Linked DNA regions of Danio rerio: region 2 is linked to region 1. A link is a contact called in public HiChIP or PLAC-seq data. All regions are on one chromosome and are shown on one strand. Each heading gives the region's core, a stretch centred on a gene start, on an enhancer-like site or on the middle of the called end of the contact. The rest is flanking DNA. Distances are from core to core; before and after follow the strand shown.

The links. HiChIP or PLAC-seq counts read pairs in DNA pulled down with a chosen protein or histone mark.
Region 2: a contact with region 1 is called in an H3K4me3 HiChIP or PLAC-seq map of gastrula embryo, with 3 times the contacts expected there. The contact joins the promoter of sox11b here to the promoter of rnf144ab in region 1. A contact is called at or near these places in 1 of 18 Hi-C or Micro-C datasets (an unstated tissue) and 1 of 4 datasets of contacts at active chromatin or transcription factors (gastrula embryo).

The regions. Positions count from the first base shown.
Region 1 is chr20:32,636,235-32,642,334 of GRCz12tu, forward strand. It overlaps rnf144ab (ring finger protein 144ab), which reads right to left and starts at 3,215. Exons shown (of 8, transcript NM_001002727.1): 1 at 3,091-3,215.
Region 2 is chr20:32,807,373-32,813,472 of GRCz12tu, forward strand. sox11b (SRY-box transcription factor 11b) reads right to left here and starts at 3,081. Exons shown (of 1, transcript NM_131337.1): 1 at 425-3,081. The coding sequence starts at 3,057. The coding sequence ends at 1,951. The region is part of intron 3 of LOC137488661 (a long non-coding RNA gene); the gene reads right to left.

The DNA of each region.
Region 1 (6,100 bases), core at 1,965-4,464:
TTAAAAGAACCTCTTAGACATTTTTTTTACAAGTCCCTTAGAGTTAAAAGGTTGACTTTTACCATTTAATACATTCAGCCAATCTCCGGGTCTGGAAGGTTCACTGTTAGCTTAGCTTAGCATTGATAATTGAACTGGATTAGACCATTAGCATCTTGCTTAAAAATAAACAAAACGTTCTGATAATTTTGATATTTAAGGCCAGACTCTTCTGTACATTGGGTATAATACAGTAATTGGCTGAATGTATTCAACAATTTTAAAACTTAGCTGTTCAGCTCTAGGGGAAATGTAAAAGGTGGAGAGTTCCTTTAAAAACATTAATTCTAATATAAATCCTCATTTTTTCAGTTTCAGTAATGGTTTTCTAAATACTTGGTAAGTTTTAAAAATCATGTGAAAGAGCAGTTTTAGGAGCTTAAAGAGCTTATTTTTTTAAAATTCTATCATTTATGTTACAACATTTACATTAATTAAGAGTTTCAACTTCATTCAACTTTTGCTGCGGAGATACAAATCCTAACTGGCTGACAATCAAAAGGTCAGGTTACACTGGCTCTAGAGTTAAATGCTTTAATCAAGCATGATCTGGGTCACCTCAGATTGGCCACAGATCAAATGCCAGAGCTGTGGCTGCTAGTCGAGTCATACTAAGCTGAGAGGCTTTGCAGCAGTCTATACAGATGAAGAGGGCACCTATCCAACTCGGGCATGCTCTTCTACAGTCCACTGATGACTATTTAAAAATACAGGACATTGTCAGACTTTGGAAATATGAAGAATTCTTTAGGAAGGATTTAAAACACTCTTATGACTAGAGGCAGGATTGGACGAAAACCGTTTTTAAGGTTTACCGTGGTTTGAAAAAGTCAAGGTTTTAAAACTGTCAACATTTCTGTTATACCGTTCATATGGTACATGTAAGATTTTTTACATTTTTTTTGTGTTTTAGGACAACAGTATCTCCAGCCTAAAATTATATCCACATATGCTGTTTTAAATTGTAAATAAATCTGTTTTTAAAGACAATAAAGAGTGCAGAAGACAAGGATTCATTTGAATTATTTAGCCTGACATGTTTACTGCTTCAGAATATTGTGAATGTTTCCCAAATTAAAATATATCGTGTTCAAAATAATTTTTTGTTTTTTACCCAGACATTTAAAAAGCACATATTTTAGAGCAGTAATCACAATACCGTAGAATTGTGATATTTTTATCCAAGATTATCATACCGTCAGAATCTTTTATCGGCCCATGACTAATAAACAATAATGTATTTGTTCCTTTTAGTTTTAGCAAAAGTTTGTACATACATGACAATACTGTCATCAAGCTTTGCGTTTACATAGATCTGCTAAAACAACTAAAAGCATTGTATTACGCATGTCGGACAGGCAGTTGGTGCATACCACTTAAAAAGAAACTCTAAAAACACAACAAAAGTTCACTAATTGTCATTTTAGTTGTCATGAACATGTGAATGTGAATATAGGGTTTCATCAAGTCAAATTTAAGACTTTAAGACCTTTTTCACACCATTATGAAAGAAATTTCAGACTTACACAAGGCTATATGCAAATGATTTTTTCTATTGGCCCAGTTAAAACATTTAAATAACCATTAAAAACAAGTGTTAAGATAATTAAACCATATTGGCAAATAAAGTTAACAAATAAACTTGTGCAAAAACTTTAATTGAGATGGAATATAAGTGATTAGATAGGTGTTAGTCCAATTGGGTAGCTTTACATGGATGTAAGAAAATTAAGCTGACTAGCTGAGATTTATTTTATTCAGCTTTAGATTTAGAAATTAAGACCCGTTTAAAGTGAATTAAGACACAATATTTCAACACAATATTTCAGTAAAAAGGCCTAAAATTAGATTTTTGACATTTTAAGACTTTAAGACCCCGTGGACACCATGGAATAGACAGAAGGCATGATATGTACGCTTGTAAGTTTTAACAAATTCGTGTTTTTGAACTTGACAATAACAGTAATATTTTCAAAAACTTTGAAAATCCAGGCCCCCAAAACACTCAATGTTTCAATAAAGAGCCAAAATGCCCAGCCAAATTGTACAAAGGAACAAACTTTTTCTGAGATTACTGCAACATAATGTCTGTCATCAGGATGAATATGATAAAATTGAATTTGAAAACTGAATGAATCAAGATAAATATAAATATAGTACTAAAACAAAAGTTTCTAATAAAATGTAATTAAAAATATGAATCAAATAAAGACATGCAAATACTAAAATAAAATACACAACAATATTTTACTAACAAAATCTATTAAAAGACCCAACTATAGAATTAGACAGACAGACAGACAGACAAATAAATAGATAGATAGATAGATAGATAGATAGATAGATAGATAGATAGATAGATAGATAGATAGATAGATAGATAGATAGATAGATAGATAGATAGATAGATAGGCTTTACTGTCAATGGGTTTATTAAAAAGGGTCATTTCACATTTATCAAATAATTCATCAAACTTCCGAGCAAACAATCAATTTGGAAAATATTTTCTGTACATGATTTAACCATAGACCATCAGTCATTATACAACAAACAATTAAGAACAACTCCCACAAACACTGAGAAAGGTCATGTTTTGACTGAGCCATATCCTGGGAAAGAAAGGCGCATGATTTCGTGTTTTCAGAGTGTCCTTGGAGTCAGTAAACAAGATGTAGGTTCACTAAAAGCAGTAGTTGTAACCTCTAATGTGTTCTTATACAGTAACTTGTATTACAGCCACTGGTGGGAAAAGCCCTATAGGGAAACCTGTTGTTCTGTAGCCAGCATCATAAAAATGACACGTATAATAACGTATATGGGAGTTTCCTTGGAGTAAGTGTATAAATTAAGCTTCTCAACATGTAGAAATAACCCAACAGATAAAACATATCTAACGTTACAGCATATTGCGTGTAACAAAATGACAACGTCTGCTACATTCACTAAAGCAAGCATAGCCGTAACGTTAACCAAAACAAATCTCTGCTGCCACGTCGGATTGGTTTAAACAAGTAACATCACTAAAATATGACGCTCTATTAATCTCTTACCTTAGGATGAATGTATGTAACAGTCAATCCGTTACTGGAATAACATCAGCTCCACGTACAACTGAGCGCAATGTCCTCCTGTACGTCCGCATTTGCAGCAGATAAATCGTGATATCATAGCGCACAGAATCACATCACATTAAGAGGTGATTATGTTACAGAAGCGGTTTATGCTCTAATTAACATCAGCTGGTCGGACTGGTCGCTCGGGCTGTTTGGAGAGGCGCCATTTGACTGCGCTTGGAGACGCGCGCGGTTGCTGCTGAAACGCGACCGATCTACTGTTATTATTTCTGGGAGATCAGATTTAGCGCTCACCGGCGCCCCCTGCTGACCACGCGACAACACTGCTGTGAGTACACGGCAGATACACTTCGACCCATGGGCAGATCAGTGTACATCGCCACCTGCTGGTGTTCAAAGAGTCTGAAAGAAAGCATATAGAATAGATGTCCTAAGTTGACCTGTGCATTACAATACTAAAATATCCTTAGTGCTATAAATGTGAAGTTATAGTTCATAAAAAATGAACTACAATTGAAATAATGTTAATTGCATTGACTGAATCAATCAGAAGTTAATTATTATTACAAAAGTTAATTAATTAGTAAATAAGTACAATTAAACTAATTTAAAAGTTTAGTAGTAAATGAGTACGTGAATGGATGAATTATTGCTTTGTTCATTCATCATATGTTGCTGGCAAAGAAAACAGACTTTGGACATTATTTATCTGTTTTATTTGTTGTTGATATTGTGACTGTTAGAATAGAATAGAATCGAATAGAATCAAATAGAATAGAATAGAATAGAATAGAATAGAATAGAATAGAATAGAAAAGAACAGAAAGCGTTTAATTGTCACGGTACATGTATAGTATGTACAATACATTAAACACAAGTGTGATGAGTTTAAGTGCATCTCACTACTCAGTGCAAACATGTAAATATATCATTTTAATACAAACAGGTTACAGTAGAAATAACTGTAGATATTAAACAATAGATGAGAGGGGGGTGAGGTGAAGTAAACAGTTCTGAGGTAGAACGAGAGATACAAGATGTATGTACATGTAAGATGATAAACAAATAGTGCAAATATGGGATGTGAGGGAGAGGTTAAGTTCCAGAGAACAGCTTTATTTATATACAGTATGTGTGTGAAGGTGAAATTAAAGTTTTATCTTTCAGTTAAACCTGAAATGATCAACATATATAAATAATTTGAAGCTTTTAGATGTCCCAGGCCCCTAATAAAAAAATGTAAGACTATATACGGTTAGACCTACTTTATATATATATATATATATATATATATATATATATATTAAGGATGGAGCCGAACCCGAATACGGTATTCGGAAAGACACGAATAGCGTGTTTTTACGAATACTTAATTCGAACAAATACTTGAAAAATTATTTGTATTCGGGAGCAAGAAAAACACTATATCAAAAAGCAGCGTTTCCTCATGAGACCACAGTGCATGCCCGCGTGAGTGAGTGAGTGAGAGAGAGAGAGAGAGAGAGAGAGAGAGAGAGAGCGAGCGAGCGAGAGAGACGCTCAGTCGGAGGGCGGGGCGGAGGTGTCTGGCACAATCTTCTCCACAGATACAGACAGAGAAGGCTCGGCTGAGCGAAAAAAATACTTATCTGCATCACTATTTTTGTTAAATAGATTTTTGTACCTTAATTGGGTTCCAGATGCAGTTTATAAACTTGTAGCGGAGTTTGATCGGGATCGGGAAGTTTGCAACCGTGTGCTCTGTTTACGCAACGTTAGCTCTGTTAGCGCGGTAATTTAGACAATAGACTGTTGACAGAGTAACGTTAACGTTCGTTTATAAAGGTTAAAATGATGCTTGTGCTGTTGTGTCGAATAGTATGCACTTATGGGAGTTATATGGTACGTCTACATTACTGTCTTTTGCAGACAGCAAGATATATGCTATAGGCTAGTTAACCTTAGCATAGCTTCCCGTCACTTTTTATTAACTTGAAACTCCTCAAATACATTTGGGCACCATGAAAAAGAGTGAGAGTGCTGCTGAGCCATTTCTTGGTCCTCCACCAGTCAAAAAAAAAAAAAAACATGTTCTTTGTGGAAGAATTTTACAGTCAGTGGTGCTGCAGATAAAAAAAAAACTGATACTGTAACGTTATAATGTGTGCAAAAGTGAAATCGGCAGAGGCAGAGATATTAAACATCTGTCAACATCTCCTATGCATAATCATTCATTTCTTTTCGGCTAAGTTCCTTTATCAATCTGGGGTTGCCACGGTGGAATGAACCACCAATTTATCCAGCATATGTTTTACGCAGTGGCTGCCCTTCCAGCTGCTACCCAGCACTGGGAAACATCCATACACTTTCTTTCACACACACACAATAGGGACAATTTAGCTTACCCAATTCACCTGTATTGCATGTGTTTGGACTGTGGGGGAAACCGGAGCACCCGGAGGAAACCCACGCCAACATGGGGAGAACCCAGTCGAGGCTCGAACCAGCAACCTTCTTGCTGTGAGGCGACAGTGCTACTCACTGTGCCACTGCGCAACCTTCTATGTAATGTATTATCACATGCACTAAAAGCATCCTCTCCTGATACTGTCTGTGAACCCTCCACAAGCATCAATCCCCTCAATCAGCACAGCTATGCTCTGCTAAATCCTCCACAAGCACCAAACCATCAACACAGCCACATTCTGCACCAGCAAGTCAGTTTCAAACATAAAAACAAAAAAAAAAAAAAAACAAACTTTGTGTCTGTTTTGTGGCAGGCAGATGACAATAGCAGGGCTGTATCTTTTACTATTATATAGAATACTTTTGTTCTGCCAGATCTCCCAGGCAGGGTTTTATTTAGATTTATTTAGTTAATTTTAGTTTTTGTAATTCTGTGCATTGGAAAGAAGTTCTTTCTGAAGAAGAACAGTTTTTTGAAGTATTATTTGTTTTTATTCTGTCTATTCAGTGTCCTTCAACAAGAACGGTGGTGGTGTGGTTC
Region 2 (6,100 bases), core at 1,831-4,330, 170 kb after region 1:
AAAAAGTCTGCTTTACCAGTGCAAAAAAGCAGCAAATGAGGCTTGTAAAAAAAATTTTCAGCCACTTTCATGGCAGAATTCATCTTACCAGGCTGGGCAGTTAGTCTTGCAGAGTTGAATGAATGCAATTCAAAAGGAGAAAAAAAAGGGGCAGAGCCCATTGGAACACTTTAAGGAGGGGGTTATAGTTAAACCAATCAAAAAGGGCTCCATAGGCAGCGCGAGGTTTGATTTCTTAAAGGAGCAGATCTTTTTTTTCCCCCAGTCTAAAGGAAAAAGAAAACTCGGTTTGAGAGAACGGGTGGGAAATGTTTACATGCATCTGGAAACACAAATCCTTCTGAAGGAGCAGAATGGAAAAATCACAAATATGCTTGCTTTGATCACACACACACACACCATTAACCAGACATACATTTTCTTATCAGTTCCAGCTGATTTATTTGTGTCAGATACAGACTTCAGCATGACGACATGTAACTCATTTCCTTTGCTACAAAACGCAGATGGTCCATTTTGGGAGTATATTGCACAAAATAAAATAAAAAAAACAATGTGCCATTATGATGGAAAAAAACAACAAACAAAAACTAAACAAAAAAATAAAATAAAGCAATACAAAATCCAGTTTTACACCTGCTATTTGGGACCCATTCACACAGATATACATAAACTCCTAGCTTTACTATATTACAGAACATATACAATCTTCAATCTAGTACCAGAAATGAGGCTCATGTGTTCCCCCAATTCCATTGTACATTTTCCCTATAGAAACGCTTCAGATCTACAGCTGTACACTTGCCTTGAGTAAAATAATAACCAGGCATTTAAATGCAAGTCGACTTGTCAGTTTAATTCTTGCATGCTTTTACAAATGAAACCGGGTTGAAGTGCCTGAAGAAACCTCACTTAAAGCACAGTAAGAACATTCCCTTTAACTGTACAAAAATATGCCAGAAAATATTTTACTTTTTTTTTTTTAAAAAGATGAGGTATGTTGGTCATGTATCAAAATGCTTCCTGCCATACCTGTGTGTTCTAGAGTGGTTATCTGCGTAAAATATCCCCATACTTGGAGGGAAACTGAACCGGATAGAAAAAAAAAGAAACATTTGTGACGTACAGAAATTACATAAGACCTCAGAAAAAGTTCCATCCTGAACAGTGTTTCAGAATTGCCTCCATTCAGTCAAGCAGCCATTTGCCAGCTCCCTGTAGAGATACGGGTGGGATGGGAATGCATAGTTCAGATTTTACATTTTGCGCTCCACCACAGTTTAAGCAGTTTCACTGCAACCCCACAGAATAACCACACATTATGGCAAGCTACTTTAACATTTACTGCTTTCTAACTAACTAGCATTAATTTTTTTCAAGTGACTTGTACTTATTAGTGATTCAATAGTGGTTAGTGTCTCAAATTCACTAGCAATTTATTTATATAATACCCTATAATTTAATTCTTCAGGTCACTATACTAGATTAGTACCAAATGGAATGGCTTAATATTATTAGTAGTATTAGGTACAGGCAAAATTGGAGAATGTGCCAGCAATAACATTTCAATCAGCTGAGAAAACATGTTACAATTTGTTAAAATTAATAGCACAAGAGTTACTTGCCATAAGTGATAGTGACTAGCAGCAAAGGAATAAAGTGTTTTCGCTAAAGTACTAGAAATAAAATAAATCCTTGTGTGTCATTCACTGGCATTTGAGTGATGGTCAAATAAGACCATACCGTGCAGTTTCAAGGAGTAAATGTTAAAAGAGCTTGCCATACACACACAGCACAGTCAATGTTTGGACCATGTTGTCACTTTTTTTCTTAACGTTACGCGTCTCGTAACGCACGTTCCTCCGTCTAAACCGGGACAACCACCGAGGCAGAGTCAAAAAATAACCTGAAGATGCGCAATGCCTCCTTGGTCATGGAGGAGTTTGTCAGTTAGTAAGTGAAAACCAGGTCTGAAAAGTTCGCCTCCAGCCAGTCTCCCGCGATCATCTCACTGAGCTCGGGAGTGCAATAGTCCGGGAACTCGAAGTGAGAACCGAGGCTGCCCTCGCTGAACGAGTCCAAATCTTTATCCACCAGAGAGAGGCAAAGGTTTCCTGAAGTGTTCCCCAAGTCCGCGGTGTGAGAGCCCGCCGCTAAGTTCAAACTGAAGTCCACCAGCAAGTCGTCGGAGTCCTCGCTGGAGCTGCTGGACGAAGAGGAGACTGACCTGAAAGAAGATGCTGGTGACACCGAGGCAGGGTAAGCTGCGCTCTGCTTGGTAATGTTCTTGAAGTTGTAAAACAGTCTGCTGCCGTGAGTCGCGCTCGTGTGCCGGGACTCCTCGTACATGCTCGCGCCATGCTCGGACTCCGCAGCGGAGCTCAGCGTGGGGCTCGCGGGGACGTTGTGCAGCCTAATGTGCTCCTCGTCCTCGTAGTCATCCTCCTCGTCGTCGTCATCATCATCATCGTCGTCGTCGTCTTCGTCGTCAGTAAGTTCCCTTTTGATAGACTTGGTCACTTTTAAGTTTGTGAAAACATAGTTGAATCTGCAGTCTTGTGTGGATGCTCTGGCGGTAATGTTCCCCGGTTTGCTGGGCTTGAGTTTGGCGCACTTCTTCCCTGCGGCTGCTTTGACACTTTTGCTAATCTTCTCCGGCGACTGCACTGCTGGTTTTGAGGAGCTGTCGAGCTTTGGTTTTTTCTTGGGTCTGTATTTGTAGTCGGGGTAGTCAGCCATGTGTTGGAGCCGGAGCCGCTCGGCTTCGCGGATAAAGGGAATCTTTTCGCTGTCCTTCAGCATTTTCCACCGCTTCCCCAGCCTTTTGGAGATCTCTGCGTTGTGCATGTCTGGAGACTGCTCCATGATTTTTCTCCTCTCGATTTTGGACCATACCATAAACGCATTCATGGGTCGTTTGATGTGGCCGGTGGCTGTCTTGCACCAGTCCGGTTTCGGTGGCACCGGGCTGCAAGCCATCATTTCGCTCTCCTCGGTGTCTGTGGTCTCTCGCGAAACGCTGCTCTCCGTCTCGCTGTGGTCCGTCTGCTGCACCATGTTCAAACACACTTTTCCCTCTTGATAGACTCTAGCAGCTGCCGCACTCCAAGTCAAACCTCTTTTCAAAGTTACCGACTGCCTTCTTAACTAGTTCCTTGGTTTTTCATGTCGATTACGTCACGTATGATTATCCAATAGCGTGCCGCGTCTCCTCCCACCAAAGCCTAGACGTTCTTAACCCTTCGCTGCCGGAGTAGACTAGACTGCTAGTCAATGATTTAAGTGGTGCCTTTATAACCAAATGACAGGCTACTGTGGCACCATAATATGTATTTACTGATCTAAAACAAATTTAAGCCAGCTTTATAATTAACCAAACAAATATTAAGTGAGTGCCAGGCTTATTGCGTAGTGCAAATTGAGTTATGTTTTTTTTTTTTTTTAAATGAACATTTATTTGTTTTTGCACATGAGGGATTGTAATATAAAAAAGTAAATTATACATCTATGTTTTCTTCAAAGAGCTGACATCTTAGTTCACAGCATGCAGTTCAGATAGTGGATTCGGACATGCCTTGTTGCCATCCTACCTCAGTACACAGCCCAAGATTTCATTTGTGAGCACGCCTGTGGGTGGGATTTTCATTACGTGTGCGAGACAGGCATATTGAATGAACAGCGGATCGTTCAGAGCGAGGGGATAGAGATAAAGTGAGAGGATAAACATTTAGTGTATCTGCATTTGAAATATAGACTTACAAATTGCCTGGCTGCTTTTGATTATTATGTAATTCTTGTAGTCCTGTAAACATTTCTCAAAATGGTTTTATATTTTTTTTACACTAAAAATCAATTTTGAAAGATAAATACGTCATGATGTTACCTCATACCTGATTTAAAGGGTTGATTTATAGGGTATTTACTCAACCTCATATCATTTCAAACCCACAAAAGAGCTTTTTTTTTGTCTTCAGGACACAAATTAAGATATTTTAATGAAATGAGAACTGAGATTCACCCAATTCTGATTCTTAAAAACATTCATAAAGAAGCTGTTTAGTTTGATCCGTGTTTATATGTGAATAAAGGCTAAATAGGGATTTATTTGTACTTTATTTTTGATTGTTTTAAAGCATCAAGTATTTTGGGTGGATATACTTCCAATGGGACAAAAATCTCTCAGATTTATATAAATACATAATCTGTTTTCTGAAAATAAACAAATTTCTTGAGTTAAAAATTACACAAGGTTGAGTAAATGATGACAAACATTTTTAATTTTCATTTAAAATCACAAATTAGAAAGAATTAAAGTATTGAATTTTCTATAACAACAAACAGTATGGGAATCAATCCCTTTTTATGGAGGTACTCTTCATAAAAGCCCACTTATATAATTTAAACATTGAATTAAATTGAACCAACAATGTTTTGCAACACTTTATAGATATAATAGTTCGTTTTAATTCAGTGTTCAAATATATATATATATATATAAATATATATAAAATATATATATATATATATATTTTTTTTTTGTAAAGAAGTGCAGTTGGTTGAAAATATACAGTACACACTGCCATTAAAAGCTTGCGGTTAGTTTACACTTTGATTCCTTTTGCATTTAAGAGAGTCTGCCGGAGCTGCGTGCTTGACTTTACTGATTTACATCTTGACAATGTGCTGTCAGTGTTAATGTTGATTATACATCCCTGTCCCACTTCCTCTATATTATGCAAGGAAAATGTATGTAGGTTATTACTCTAAAGCCTGAGCTCATAATAGAATAATGATGTTATATACAACCCGGCCGTCTCGACCTACATATTTACCTTGCATATTTCTTTTTATAAAATGATGTGTCCAGACAGGAGAGGGAGTGCAAAGATTTGCTGTGTCAAGGAGGTGAGCAACCCTCTCTCTCTCTCTCAGAGTCTCTAGACCACCCTACAACCACGGCTCTGGCTGACAGCCAGCTCTGTCTCTGATAAACCTCTCTGCAGTTCTCTCATTTCTCCTTCCCCTAGAGGGCAATCATTTACCCCTTTGAATCTGTCCTGCCCTGCCCCCACGCATCACTTCCTCCCCCACCTCAGACTCATGCAGTGACACATTAGAAATGCAGCGAGGGGATTTTGCAGGGCAGTTTTGCATTGAGATATTGAGATATAGCCCAAGATTAATTTTCACGGGCAGCGTCTCCTGCAGACCAGACCACCCCCTTCCCTCCCGTCACGTCTTCCCACTGAGACTGGCTGCTTCTGAGGGCTGTCTGCCACAAGCCACATGTCTTTCCATCTCAGAGCCATTGATCATGATATTTCGCTGCCTTTTCAGTTACTTTGCATAGTTTTTATTAAATCTGACTATGTCACACCCCCCAAGAACTAAAGTCACCAAAGGTTGACATGTTGGCGAAAATACCTGTGTATTCATCTGATATGCAAATAATAATTCTCACGTATTCTTGTTTATCTTAAAAAATAAATGGGTAACATCATTTAAAATAGGAGTGAGCTATAAAAATGCTCAAATATAGAGCAAGAAAATGTATAGACCATTTTGAGGAATGTAAACAAAAACAATTGTCCCAAAGTATTTTCTGTTTTACTGTTTTATTTTAATTTCTGTTGCTTCAGAAAATCCAAAAAGAGCCACATATTGATTAGGGATGTCCAGATGCAATCATGTGATTAGAAATCGGGCCCGATCATGCAGTTTCATACTCGATCAGAATCTATATATATTTATATTTATATATATATATAAACAGTTAAAGTCAGAATTATTAGCCCCCCAATTTTTTTTTCTTTTTAAATATTTTTGTATAAAATGTTTAATAGAGCAAGGAAATTTTCACAGTATGTCTGATAATATTATTTTCTTCTGGAAAAAGTCTTATTTGCTTTATTTTGACTGGAATAAAAGCAGTTTTAGTTTTTTTAAATAAACATTTTAAGGTCAAAATTATTAGCCCCTTTTAGCTATATATTTTTACATATAAACATCTAATAAAATATTATTTACTGTTATGAAGGCAAAGATAAAATAAATAAGTTATTAGAAATGAGTTATTAAAACTGTTATGTTTAGAAATGTG